4 separate regions of the Rattus norvegicus genome follow, and all the other regions are linked to region 1. A link is a contact called in public Hi-C data. All regions are on one chromosome and are shown on one strand. Each heading gives the region's core, a stretch centred on a gene start, on an enhancer-like site or on the middle of the called end of the contact. The rest is flanking DNA. Distances are from core to core; before and after follow the strand shown.

The links. Hi-C and Micro-C count contacts between places; a contact is called where the count stands out from the background.
Region 2: a Hi-C map of the A7r5 cell line shows a contact between it and region 1, with 13 times the contacts expected there. The contact joins the enhancer-like site here to the promoter of Fes in region 1. A contact is called at or near these places in 10 of 12 Hi-C or Micro-C datasets (the A7r5 cell line, the Rat2 cell line, Schwann cells and 6 more).
Region 3: a Hi-C map of Schwann cells shows a contact between it and region 1, with 9 times the contacts expected there. The contact joins the enhancer-like site here to the promoter of Fes in region 1. A contact is called at or near these places in 5 of 12 Hi-C or Micro-C datasets (the A7r5 cell line, Schwann cells, frontal cortex and 2 more).
Region 4: a Hi-C map of liver shows a contact between it and region 1, with 3 times the contacts expected there. The contact joins the promoter of Crtc3 here to the promoter of Fes in region 1. A contact is called at or near these places in 6 of 12 Hi-C or Micro-C datasets (Schwann cells, frontal cortex, kidney and 3 more).

What each region holds. Positions count from the first base shown.
Region 1 is chr1:143,754,646-143,757,775 of GRCr8, reverse strand. It overlaps Fes (FES proto-oncogene, tyrosine kinase), which reads left to right and starts at 1,595. Exons shown (of 19, transcript NM_001108488.1): 1 at 1,595-1,719; 2 at 2,217-2,438; 3 at 2,547-2,720. The coding sequence starts at 2,226. Furin (furin (paired basic amino acid cleaving enzyme)) reads left to right here. Exons shown (of 16, transcript NM_019331.2): 16 at 1-385. LOC102553801 (a long non-coding RNA gene) reads right to left here and starts at 1,507. Exons shown (of 2, transcript XR_350524.5): 1 at 1,373-1,507; 2 at 1-990.
Region 2 is chr1:144,228,135-144,231,264 of GRCr8, reverse strand. No RefSeq gene overlaps it. Among named protein-coding and RNA genes, the nearest start is that of Zscan2, 13 kb to the left of the region's middle. Within about 2 kb of position 1,629, at least 37 of the 93 cell types and tissues checked have an H3K27ac peak or open chromatin away from gene starts, as enhancers often do. A contact at or near this core is called in the A7r5 cell line, kidney and liver, where this site is marked.
Region 3 is chr1:144,108,001-144,111,130 of GRCr8, reverse strand. It overlaps Iqgap1 (IQ motif containing GTPase activating protein 1), which reads left to right. Exons shown (of 38, transcript NM_001108489.1): 26 at 228-452. Among named protein-coding and RNA genes, the nearest start is that of Crtc3, 45 kb to the right of the region's middle. Within about 2 kb of position 1,705, at least 3 of the 93 cell types and tissues checked have an H3K27ac peak or open chromatin away from gene starts, as enhancers often do. A contact at or near this core is called in Schwann cells, where this site is marked.
Region 4 is chr1:144,062,692-144,065,821 of GRCr8, reverse strand. Crtc3 (CREB regulated transcription coactivator 3) reads left to right here and starts at 1,534. Exons shown (of 15, transcript NM_001427241.1): 1 at 1,534-1,841. The coding sequence starts at 1,710. It also overlaps the pseudogene LOC103691178.

The sequences.
Region 1 (3,130 bases), core at 346-2,845:
AGGGGTGGGCAGGTGGCACCACCAAGCCCTTTCTAACACTGTGCCCTGGTGGAGAAAGCATTGGCCTATGATGCCCCCCAAACCCCCTGTTCTGATGTGCCTTTCGCACCCCTCCCATTAGGACAATCAGTCCCCTCCCACTTGGGCCTCCTCTTTTCTTTTTCCTAGCCCTTCTCGGTACCCAACCTACCTGTCCAGGGGTGCCCCTTGCTCTCCTGCCCACCCCTAGCGGCCATCCAGGCTGGTTTTGTAAGATGCTGGGTTGGTGCACAGTCATTTTTTTTTCCTTGTAATTTAAACAGGCCTGGCATTGTTGGTTCTATTTAATGGACACGAGATAATGTTAGAGGTTTTAAAGTGATTAAACGTGCAGACTATGCAAACCAAGCCTGGTCTCCAGTGTGTTGCTCTTCCTTTTCTCAGGACCCTTCACTGTGTTCAACTGGGGGAAGGGGTTGGAGCTAGGGGCCAGTTTGGCTTAGTGGTGTCTTGACGGCCTGCAGACAGGCCTAACTGCCTCCAAGAGGTCTAGTCTAAGGGGGCCAGAGTGAGGGATCTGTGTGCTGCTTGGTTTTATGACACAGCCAGTGTCACCTGGGAAGAGAAGCTTCAGTTGAGAGTTCGCCTCCATCGGATTGGTCTGTGGGCAAGTCTGTGCCGCATTTTGATTGGTGGCTGAGGAAAGGCCTATCATACTGGGGTGGCTACCACAGGCAAGGGTCCTGGGGTGTATATGAAAGCAAAGAGGGCAGTGAGCAGTGTTCTCCTGTGGTTCCTGTTTCCAGTCCAGCCCCCTGACTTCCCACAATGGACTCTTAAACCAGACAGCCCCTTTCTCCCCAAGTTGCTTTCAGTTCAGGGGTTTGTCACAGCTGGGCACACTCACCTTTAATCTCAGCATTTGAGAGGCAGAGGTAGGGGATCTCCTAGTTTGAGGCCAGCCCATGTACACAGCAAGTTCTAGGGCAGACAGGACCACATAGAGGGACCCTTTCTCAAAAGAAAAGAAACAGCGAGTCGGGACTGAATGGCTGAGGGAACCTGAGTTCCTCTTGGGGAAATAATTTCTCCTCAGTCCTATGCCCTGTGCTGCCCAGGCTGCCACTGAGACTGAAAGCCCTGCCCCGGGCGTCGAGAGAAAACGGAACCTGTGTCTGAGGAGCAAGCCTCTGTTTTGGATTTTTACTTGGAGATTTAATATGCAAATAGAGGCTGGCGCCTGAGCTCTCCTTAGGGAATCCAGAGGAGAGACAGGACTAGGCTTCCTTCCTCTCCTGGGTCCCCCTGGCACCCTAGCATGCTGTCAGGGTTCACATGAGTCCCCAGACTCCCCACACCCTGGGTGCACCCAGCACCTTGCCTGAGGCCTCACCTTGATTCCATCCCCACTGCATTTTTGGGTTCTTTACACCGCGTTCACAGGACCCTGGGGAGTGCCTGGTGCGCAAGCTACTCTTCGCATGGCCATTCTTTGCCGGCCTCCTCCTCCCTTCCGTTTCCGTGGCTGAGCTGTCGCTGTAGGCTGTGGCCCAGGGCACGCAGAGTGGGGAGCAGGATGGGGGGTGGGCTGTGCTCTCTCTTCCCTACAGTGGACCCGCCCCGCGGCCTACAGCAACTGAAACCACGGAGGAGGAAGCAGGAATCAGGAACTGGCCGGGTAGATTCTGGGCTGTTAGTCGGTCCACTGCCACCTGTCCCAGGAGCAGCTGCCCAAGAAAGGTAACTCCACCTTCGAGATCCAGGAATCTATGTATGACACGGGCAGGGGTGGGCACCGGAAAGGGGCCAGGCGGGTGTTCTGGGAACCTGAGACCTGATGAGGGTGGGGCTAGGAGCTTGGGAAGAGCAGGAAAGCCCAGTAACAGGATTTCTTCGGTGGCTCCCTGAGGCCGCCGTCCAGCACTGTTGAAGGCCCTGTGCAGGGTTTGGTAACATCCAGGCGTGGTGTGAGTGAAAGACACTAGTAGGGATCTCCTGTCTGGTTCCTGGAAACCGGACCACTGGCTCTGAGACTTGGTCTGGTTCATCGGAAGCAGAGGGACCGGCCCCATCCCAGGCTACTGTCTGTACCTCTTGATATTTTTTTCTGAGCAGGACCCCACCCATGTTGCGCCCTTAGCCCTCTTGGGCCTTACTAGCCCTTAGCCTCATGGTCCTGTTCTTCCATCTCCAGCTGCTTCTTTGTCTCCACTGAATGACCCCGCTTCTGTTCCCAGGACACCATTATGGGCTTCTCTTCAGAGCTGTGCAGCCCCCAGGGCCACGGGGCAGTGCAACAGATGCAAGAAGCTGAGCTTCGTTTATTGGAAGGGATGAGGAAGTGGATGGCGCAGAGGGTCAAGAGTGACCGGGAATATGCAGGATTGCTTCACCACATGTCCTTGCAAGACAGCGGGGGCCAGAGCTGGAGCAGTGGCCCTGACAGCCCTGTCAGCCAGGTGAGCTGCCATGCACTCCCCCTTAGAGGTGGGGTTGGAGATGTTACAAACCCACTTGCTGGCCATTGCCATGTTCTTCCTGCTTCCCAATCCCACAATGTGCCATAGTCCTGGGCAGAGATAACAAGCCAGACGGAGAACTTGAGCCGGGTACTGCGGCAGCATGCAGAAGATCTGAACTCAGGGCCCCTGAGCAAGCTGAGCGTGCTGATCCGGGAGCGGCAGCACCTGAGAAAGACTTACAACGAGCAGTGGCAGCAGCTGCAGCAGGAGCTCACCAAGGTAGGTGTGCACCAAAGGACTCTTTCACAATCGGGCGCAGTTTTGCACAAGAGTGCCTAGGGAAGCAGAAGTCACTGACCGACCGCAGGCCTAGTTCCAGGATGGCCTGTGTGGCTCTGCTGCAGCTTCCGCCTTTCCTCTTACAACTTAGGCTAACTTGCTACAGAACCTGTTGATCCATAGTGAGGGACTTGGGATGGCCAAGTGTATCTTTGGCTTAGAGTGACTCCGCCCAGGGCCCCAGAGGCAGGATCCTGCTTAGGTCTGAATTCCAGCTGCAGGCTGGGTTATATGCAGCTGCTTTGTCTCTGGGTGCTTCCCTCCCCCATTCACTGGTCAGTCTCCCAGTACCACACCCCTCTCGTCGCCGCAGAGTTGGGTCGTACCATGGACCCACAGCGCCCCCTTGT
Region 2 (3,130 bases), core at 380-2,879, 470 kb before region 1:
AGAGCTTCAGGCCAGCCTCAGGTACACTGTGAGACCCTGTCCCCCATTAGAATAAAATGAACAGCTAGAATCGTGTTTGAGAAAGGACAGAGAGAAGGGATTGAGCAGACAGCTTAGTCAGTACAAATTCTCGACATCAAGCATGAGGACCTGAGCTGGGATCCAGCACCCATGTAAAAACAAAAACAAAAACAAACCAAAAAAACCAACTAGATATGGGCATACGCCTGCAGTCCCAGCGTGGAGGCAGGACAAAAAGAGCCCTTTGGCCTGCTGCCCAGTCAGTCTGGCCAGTTGATGAGGTCCAGGTTCCATGAAAGATCCTGACTTAAAAAGTAAGCTGGGGAGCAATAGAGGGCTACATTGACATTGACCTCTGACCTCTGGCCTCACGAGCGAGTGAGTGCATAGGCAAGTGTACCTGGATACACAAAAGAGAAAGAAAGTCATGTACATTTGTAGAGAGACTCTCTGTAAGCACCACCTGTCAATAAAAAGCCAATGGCCAATGATCTGAGGCAGGAAGTGGGAGGTGGGACATTGACAGTTAGAGAGAGGATTCTGGGAAATAGTAAGAGGTAAAAGAGGGTGCCATGCGGGAGAAGAGATGGGAGACACACTGAGGAGACAGGTAAACCAGCCCGGTAGAGGAACTAGGAGAGATGCGGAAGAAGCCAGCGGGTACTGAAGGAGAGGTAACTAACCAAGTGGTAGGCATAGAATAGATTAAATGGTGAAATAAGTTAAGAGCTACTCAGGGAATGAGCCAAAGTTTATGGCCTAGGAATTTAATAATAACTAGTCTCAGAGTCATCATTCTGGGAGCCAGGGCTGGGAAAGGAAAACTTGGAATTTAAAAATCAGTTTTCGGGGCTGGGGATTTAGCTCAGTGGTAGAGCGCTTGCCTAGGAAGCACAAGGCCCTGGGTTCGGTCCCCAGCTCCGAAAAAAAGACCAAAAAAAAAAAAAAAAAAAAAAAAGACTAAAAATCAGTTTTCTGGCTGGGGATTTAGCTCAGTGGTAGAGCGCTTACCTAGGAAGCGCAAGGCCCTGGGTTCGGTCCCCAGCTCCGAAAAAAAAAAAAATCAGTTTTCTACACAATTCCAAGTTTCCAGGTTAAACAGTGTACAGCCTTTCTGCTTCTGTGATTCCCCACCCTCCCTTCACTCTGCTTCTTTTGGAGGAGCCAGTGTGAAGCCAGAGGGATCCTTGTGTTCAGGTTCTAAGTCCAAATTAAAGGTCAGAATGTTTGCGAAGGAAATCCTGCAGTGCTGCGGAAGCTCTTATGCGTGTATTAGGCGTGGGGCAGATCTCTAAGAGGAAGAGGCAAGAAACAAATCCGCCTTGGGCTGGCTAGCCCCAGGCGCTATCACCGTCGTTTACTACGTCCTTTGCAAGTTCCTCAGTCTCCTCACTCCGTGGGCCAGCCAGCTGGAGGAAAGAAACCGAGCATGGAACTAGGTGGAGCTGCTTTTGCCGGTCACACCTCTCCGTCCCAGTTTATAGAGCAGCCTGAAAGCTGAAGAAGGAGATGTGGGGAATCCCCTGCTCGGAGAAAGAAACCGGTGGATAAGAGGAATGGGGGAGATCCCGCCTACTAAGCGGGAGCACGGGCGAGGAGCACACTTGGGAGTCCAGACTGGTGGGGAGGAGTAGAAAGAACGCGGAAGAGGTGGTGGCAAGCACAGAGTGCTCCCTTCCGGGCCCTGGGAGGTTAGAGAGCCTGAGCAAGGATGGAGCAGGATTGAGAAGGAAGGATTTTCTGATGAGGTTGTCCTGTGGAGGCGGGGAGCAGAGGAGGGGAAGGGCCCGTGAGCTTGCGTGGTAGAAACAGAACAAAAAAGTACACTGAAGTCGCCGTGGAAAAAGGCAAGACCCGTACAGTACAGACGCCTGGTAACTAGGATCCAAAACCATCAGAGAAAGGGGATAGTAAGGCGGGGACGTATTCTCTAGCTCCACCTACCTAAAGGGTGGGGCCTAAGGGTCTGAGGGCAACATACCAGGCACCCTATTGAAGGAGGGGTGTGGAGAGAGGGAAGGAAGGAGGGAGGGAGCTGCAGAGTGGCCTAGAGTAGAGGTTCTCAGCTAAGGCCTGATACCTTAACCATGATAAATCCTTTGTGCAATGAATGTAGGGAGAGACTCAGAATATGGCCTCTGGTGAATGACACCAGTGTGCTGGTTTGAATAGGAATGTATAACTTTGATTTTTTCAAATCCTATATTTTTTTAATCTTTCTTTTTATATATATTTTTTTTATGTGAGTATACCGTCCATCTCTTCAGATACATCCAAAGAGGGCATCGGATCCCATTACAGATGGTTGTGAGACAGTCAGTGCTCTTAACCTCTGAGCCATCTCTCCAGCCCCTAAAATCCTATTTTTAATGATGGTTCTTTTTTTTTTTTTTTTGGTTCTTTTTTTTTTTCGGAGCTGGGGACCGAACCCAGGGCCTTGCACTTCCTAGGTAAGCGCTCTACCACTGAGCTAAATCCCCAGCCCCGTTAATGATGGTTCTTAAATGCTTTAACCTCCATTGTAGCCCACCACCCACCAGATGTGGTGGAAAAGAAAAGGTTCGCAGAAGTGGACCTGTTTAGATTCTTTGGAGCAACTCCCGTCTGTGTTGTCTGGAAATTGGCAGTTCCGCTCACAGGTTAGCAGCAGCTCTATTCACCCACACTTCACAGATACACAGATACACCAGCAACCCAGTTCAGCAGAGTCAGGATAGCAAACATGAATCGCAGCAGTGGCACTACCCAGCAGAGACAGCCATGCCTCAGCCTTGGCTCCAGTCAGCAGGAGGAACAGTTCTCAGCTGTGCCTTTCTCAGGGAAGCAAAGATCAGCAAAGATGCCCTTCATTCTATTTGTGCCCTCCAAACACCACACACCCTCCACAGGTCTTGCCTCAGTATGTGTCTTGCGTCAGCATTTAAGTCTGTCTCAGCTGACATCACTCTGCCGGTCAGCCTGAGTCCACAGAAGCTGCAGCACACTACCAGAAGTTTTTTGGTGCATTTCTCTCTATGGAATCCCAGCAAATGGAGCTCACTATGAAATGTAAGGCGAACTAATACATACATGGCCTTAGCAAAGAATCCTTCATTGTGTGTCCTTTCAC
Region 3 (3,130 bases), core at 456-2,955, 350 kb before region 1:
GTCAGGAGGCAGTGACAGAGGCAGGAGGATTAGGAGTTAGGTTAGCTTCAGCTACACAGAGAGGCTTTACCTCAGGGGAAAATGATGTGATGGTCCTGGTCCAACCATGACCCTTACACCTGAGTGAGCAGGTTCTGTGAGTGCCAGGAAGTGCTTCCAGAGGGACATCTATAGGTCGGTAGATTCTGAGATCAGTTTAACTTTAATTTGTGTTTGGCATCTCACAGGTCAAAGGTGGATCAGATTCAAGAAATCGTGACAGGAAACCCTACAGTTATTAAGATGGTTGTAAGCTTCAACCGTGGTGCCCGGGGCCAGAATGCCCTCCGGCAGATCTTGGCTCCTGTTGTGAAGGAAATTATGGATGACAAGTCTCTCAACATCAAAACCGACCCCGTGGACATTTACAAGTCTTGGGTTAATCAGATGGAGTCTCAGACAGGAGAAGCGAGGTATGGTGATATTTTGTGTGTTTGCTGTTTTCTGTATCTTTTTCAAAAAGCAGTTACTTTCGATTTACAAAGGAATGGTTTTTCAAACAACTTTTCCTGCCAGGCATGAGGTGGGTGCCTCATGTTCACAGTCTTACTCAGCACTAGAGGTCTAGAGGCAGAAAGCTCAGTCCTAGCTACATAGTGAGTTCTGGGCCAGCATAGACTACAGAGAAAACACACACACACACACACACACACACACACACACACACACACACACACCCTCTCTCTCTCTCATTTCCTTTGAGAACTATGCTGTAAGTTGTTAAGTTGATAATTCGCTTATTTAGCAAATACTTACTGAGTGCCTGCTATATGCTAGCACTGTTAGATACATGTAGGATTAAACATAACAGTGAGTGAGGCATGGATAGCATAGCCCTACAGGTAAGGCTCTTCCTGTGTGATTCTGGAGAACTGAATTTCATCTCCAGAGTCCACATAAACGTGAGGAGAACCATCACCTCCGATGATGATGATGATGATAACTATAATAGTAATTGAAGCAGATTTATTGAAGCCTTACTCCTTCATAGCTTATTGGGGAACAGAGACAACAAACAGATAAATAAAAATTACATCCATGGAAAGGCTTTAAAACTTTTGTAAGGTATTCTACCAGAGTACAGGAGAGTGCTAATGTTGACAGGCAGTTAGGGAAACCATCCGCTGAGGTGGGACTTTTTTGGGGGAATGCCCTGCTGCAGAGGGCCTAGCACTTGAAAAGACCCGGCTGTAACTGGAGCAGTTGGATGGGAAGGGCTGTGTATTTGGGATCAGGAGGAAAAGATGTGGGTAGGGTGAACCATGATCTGTGCCTGGGTAGAGCTTAACCAGGAATACATTAGTTATGGGAGATGAGTCGGCCATAGTGAACTCTATCTACCACAGACAGACAGACAGACAGACAGACAACAAAGGCATGTCAGTCAATCAAATTTGGTAAAGCCAGGAAAACAAAAGTTCAGAGAGCCATGCTGCTGCTCTTGCTGTTACTCAGGTTGGGGAGGACCCAGAGACTAGATGTGTGGGACTCCGGTGCACCAGGGCGGGTTAGATGGCAGGAAGCGTGCTGGGTAGCTTTCGCACCACTTGCCATTCGATGACATGGTGGTGCATGCGTGTAAAGCCAGCATTGTGGAGGATGGGGCAGATATTCAGAATGAGCGAGACCCTCTCTCAGCCAAACCAAACCAAACCAAAAAATGTGTCACTGTAGATGAGTCACGAAGTGTTCTGAAGCGTTAAGACACACCATTGAGTTGAGTGTTCTGTAGTCTTAACACTGGGAGTCTGATCTTTTCTGGGCATCGTGGAAACTTTTCTGTGTTTTTGGTTTTTTTTTTTTTTTTCCTGTGCTGGGACTTGAACACTCAGCTCAGCTCTCAGCTCCACCACCTGCCTCTGCTCACTGCCTTTGTCTGTCTGGGAAGTGTGGCCTGTCACCCAGGCCATTCTTAGATAGCGGCCCCATGAACACTGCTCAAGGTCACTAAGTCAATCGGTCATTTACAAATCTGAATTCTACTAGCCAGTTCAGTAGTTTTTTCTTGTTAGTGTCTGTAAGAAAGTAGTGTTTCCTGATTTTCACAAAATGGAAACTGATGCTTTTTTTTTTTGGTTCTTTTTTTCGGAGCTGGGGACCAAACCCAGGGCCTTGCGCTTCCTAGGTAAACGCTCTACCACTGAGCTAAATCCCCAGCCCCCTGATGCTTTTTTAATTCCAGTACCTGTGAGGTATGTGAAGCCACCTGACATATAATCATCATAGGTCCCCACTTTTCCCTTCTCCTTAGCCTCCCCACACAGTACTTAATCATATATTACAAATACCGTCCTGGATCTCATTCAGCATGCTAGGACAGTCATGCCCCTGTCTGCTTATCTCAGTTTACCATGGTGACCATACCCAACTCGCCACACGCTGGTAGCTGGAGCGGATGAAGTTTATCAAAATCCTTGAAGTAGCAATCACGGGGCTCAATCAAGATGCCAGCAAGGAACATCTGTTCCTTGGCTTCTTCAATTTCTGGTGGCCTTTGGCCCTGATTGGCTTGTGGCCCTGTGATTGTAGTCTCTGCCTCCCTGGTTGCCTCTGCTCCCCTCTGTATACTAAATCTCCCTGTCTCTCTTACTAGGTCACCTACTTTATATTTAGGGAGCACTTGGATAATCTATGAAAATCAGTGCTCCTTTTTTAACCTTGAAAATACCAGAAACCTCCCTGTATTTCTTTTTATCTTTCAGCTCCTTGTCTTTATTTCCTTCTTGTTACATGTAGGCCCATGTTGTAGCACATCTGCCATTCCTATGCCAATCTGTCTGTCTCTGTCTGTCTGTCTGTCTCTCTCTTCCTTCCTCCCTCCCTGCGTCCCTCCCTCTCTTTCCTTTTGGACAAGTCCTTCTGTATTCCAGTCTGGCCTTAAATACCCTGTGTACCTGAAGATGACTTTGAACTCAGATCCTTCGCCTCCGCCTCCCAAGTATGAATTGTAGAGTCTGATTTATGTGCTGTTGAGGATTTAATCCAGGGCTTGTGTGTGCTAGACAGACAAGTCTGTCGTCTGGCCTGCACCCCCAGCCTTGTTTGACTAGCCCAGTGCCTCAGCTCCTGTGTCTGTCTGTCTCCCCTGACG
Region 4 (3,130 bases), core at 285-2,784, 310 kb before region 1:
TAACTTCAGCTCCAGGGGATCTAAGGTCACCCTCTGGCTACCTAGGATTCCTATGCACAGATCCTGCACATAACCTCAGGTAAACTAAATATTTAAATAATAACATATAGACACACACACACACACACACACACACACAAATTAAGAAATACAGAGCAAGAAAAGAAGCATGGTGAGTAGACTAAACACATACAGCAGACACATAAGCCTAATTATAACCAAACAATCTAGAGACTGGTGAGTTCCCTCGGTCGGTAAAGGTGCCTGCCACCAACCTGAGTAAGATGCAGGGAACCTGAATAGTAGAAGCAGAGAACCCACTTCTGCCAGCTGTTCTCTGGCTGCCACCAGTCAGCTTGGCGGATGTCAGCACACATGCATGCCTGTGCGTTTGTATAGCTCAGGGTGGCTTTCTTCTCATTATGTAGTCAAGAAGGACCTTGAACTACTGATCCTCCTGCCTCCAACTCCCAACTGCTGGGATTACAGGCATTTGCCATAATAGCCTCATTTCTATATAAATTTTAAACATAAAACTTCCTATTTCACACAGAGTAACTGGATTAATAAATCATTCACAATCAAAGAGAGAACAGCACAATCAGTATGTGTTAATTTTGAAAAATAAGAACAGTAATGATTGACATCACCATAAACATAGTTACTTTTTATGGAGACAAAGAAGAATGAGGTGGGGCTTTTTAAAAAGATAAACTCCAAGCATATGAAGCAAAATGACTTTTAAAAAGTTTTGTATGTGTATGTGTGCATTTAGGTATGTGCTCGCCACGGCCCGAGTGTGGAGGTCAAAGGACAATTTTCAGGAGTCAGTTATCTGCTTCTACATGAGTCATTTAGCTGGCCCCAAAATGCCTTTTAAATTTTATTTGCAGTGCTGGAATCAAACCCAAGGGCCTAAGGCTTGACATACAAGCGCTCTACAGCTGAACACCATCTCCAGGCCCTGCAAAAATGTTTTGATGGTTTAATCATGAGGTGTGTGGGCGTTATTAATGTTATTTTCTGTACTTCTCCGCATGTCTCTAATGCGTCCTAATTTACAAAACACAGTCCTCTGCTCAACACTCTCCAGGACATGTTGGTGTACAATTATGTTGGAAGCGCTTCTGGGCTGAAAAGGGGAAACCTGATGAGGCTGTTTTAAAACACATAAAACACAGTTGAAGGGACTGGAGAGATGGCTCAGTTAAGAGTACATACCGCTCTCGCAGAGGACTGGTGTTTAGTTCCTAGACCAGTGGGATCTCCGTGGGTGTCTGCACGCACATGTACATACGTACATATCCACACTGAGGGATGTGGGGAGTGGTACTCAGCGGCTTTCACACATAGGCGCGGCTTAGCTTTGCTGATGGGATGTAGGTGTGAGAAGTCCCGAAGCAGGCTGGGGACAGCGGGCTCAGCCCTTGGTCCGCTCGCCCGAGGCCCGGCTCCGCGGCGGGGAGGCCGGGCTTCGGGGCCCGGAGGCCGGGCGGGCCGCGCCGAGGGCGGGGCCGGCGCGCGGGGGCGGACCTCGGCGCGCTCCCGGCCGCTTGCTGGCTCTGGGGCCGCGGCGGCTCCTCTGCCGGGTCGCGCCGGAGGACAGGCTTCGGGCGGCGGCTTGGACGGCCTGCGGACCGAGCGGGTGGGCCGAGCCTTGGAACCCCACGCTTGCCGTCTGCCTTGCCCGCTAGCGCGGGGCGCGCGCCATGGCCGCCTCGCCCGGCTCGGGCAGCGCCAACCCGCGGAAGTTCAGTGAGAAGATCGCGCTGCACACGCAGCGGCAGGCCGAGGAGACGCGGGCCTTCGAGCAGCTCATGACCGACCTCACCCTGTCCCGGGTGAGCTTCGGGGTTGGCGCGGGCGGTGCGGGTGGGTCCGCGCGGCAGGAGAGAGGTCGCCCGGCCGAGGAGGCGTCGGCAGCGGGGACGGGCGGGGGCCGCGGCCTCAGTTCTTGCCGGCCTGGCGACACCAAATGCGGCTTGCGATCTCGGTGGACGGGCCTTCGGTGCGGTGAGCTGGAAACGGCCGAGTCCGGGGAGGCGGGCAGCGGGGCCGGGCGGCCTAAGCGGGAGGATGACCCCGAGAGGAAATCGCACGCAGCTGCAGCTCGGAGGCCGGACCGAGGCGCGCCTGGTTCGGGCGGTGCGGCTTCTCAGTGGACACCCACCGCTAGCGAGCCCTTGGCTCTCTGCGTGGAAGGCCTCGGGGGCTTGAGGGTCGCACATCGTCCCCGAGGGGAAGGCTCGGTGCACTCACAAGTGAATCGACGGCTGGCCCCTGAGTGGCAGCGGGCCTTGGTACCACGATGTAATTCGGTGGCTTTCCCACTTTCGCCTCTTGGAGGTGCTTTACGTGGTCCGGTGCATTTGTTCAGCATCAGATATTTAGTGAGAACTGACAGGGTGTCTAGCGCAGATGGTGACCACGGAGGGACTCAGAAGAATGAGTAAGAGAGAGTCGGGGCAAACACCTGGGAGGCTAGACAACTGGAGCGGACCGCAGAGGATGGAGAGCGCAGGAGTGTCTGGTGCAGACCGCAGAGGGTCAACGTGTGTGGGCAGCCTTGAGGATTCTGAGTGCTGGCCTTGAAGGCACATTGTCAGATGGGGGAGGCTGTGAAGATTCTGGGGGTGAGAGCAGATTGCAAGCTGGTTGTTTCCCTGCTTCCTGAGGTGCAGACGTACTATATTTTGGCCACCAAACACTGTGTTGTTTTGGGACTTAAAAAAACAAAAACAAAAAAAAACCCAAAATCTGTTGCCAGGGTTTAAATCAGGAGTTTTTTCTTTGAGCATAAACTTAATATAAACTAAACTAACATAAATCTATAGCATAAACCAAATTGACTTACTTTAAAAATTAAGAGAGCTGGAAACGATCTCGAATGTCAGTCACCACCCGCAAGTGGAGTATGAACTCTGTTTTGCCATAAATACAGTTCACACCATTCACTGTTACAGTCCCCTGCACCGAGGCCATTCATCGTATTTATATAATGTTATCTTTCGGTGTAGTAAGGACAGAGTGAACTGCTTTCATTCTCGATGCACTGAAGCATATATATGGGGGGATAAGTGGTAGGTACAGAATGCAGATATCTGCAGATACAGAAGCCTGAAGATTTCAA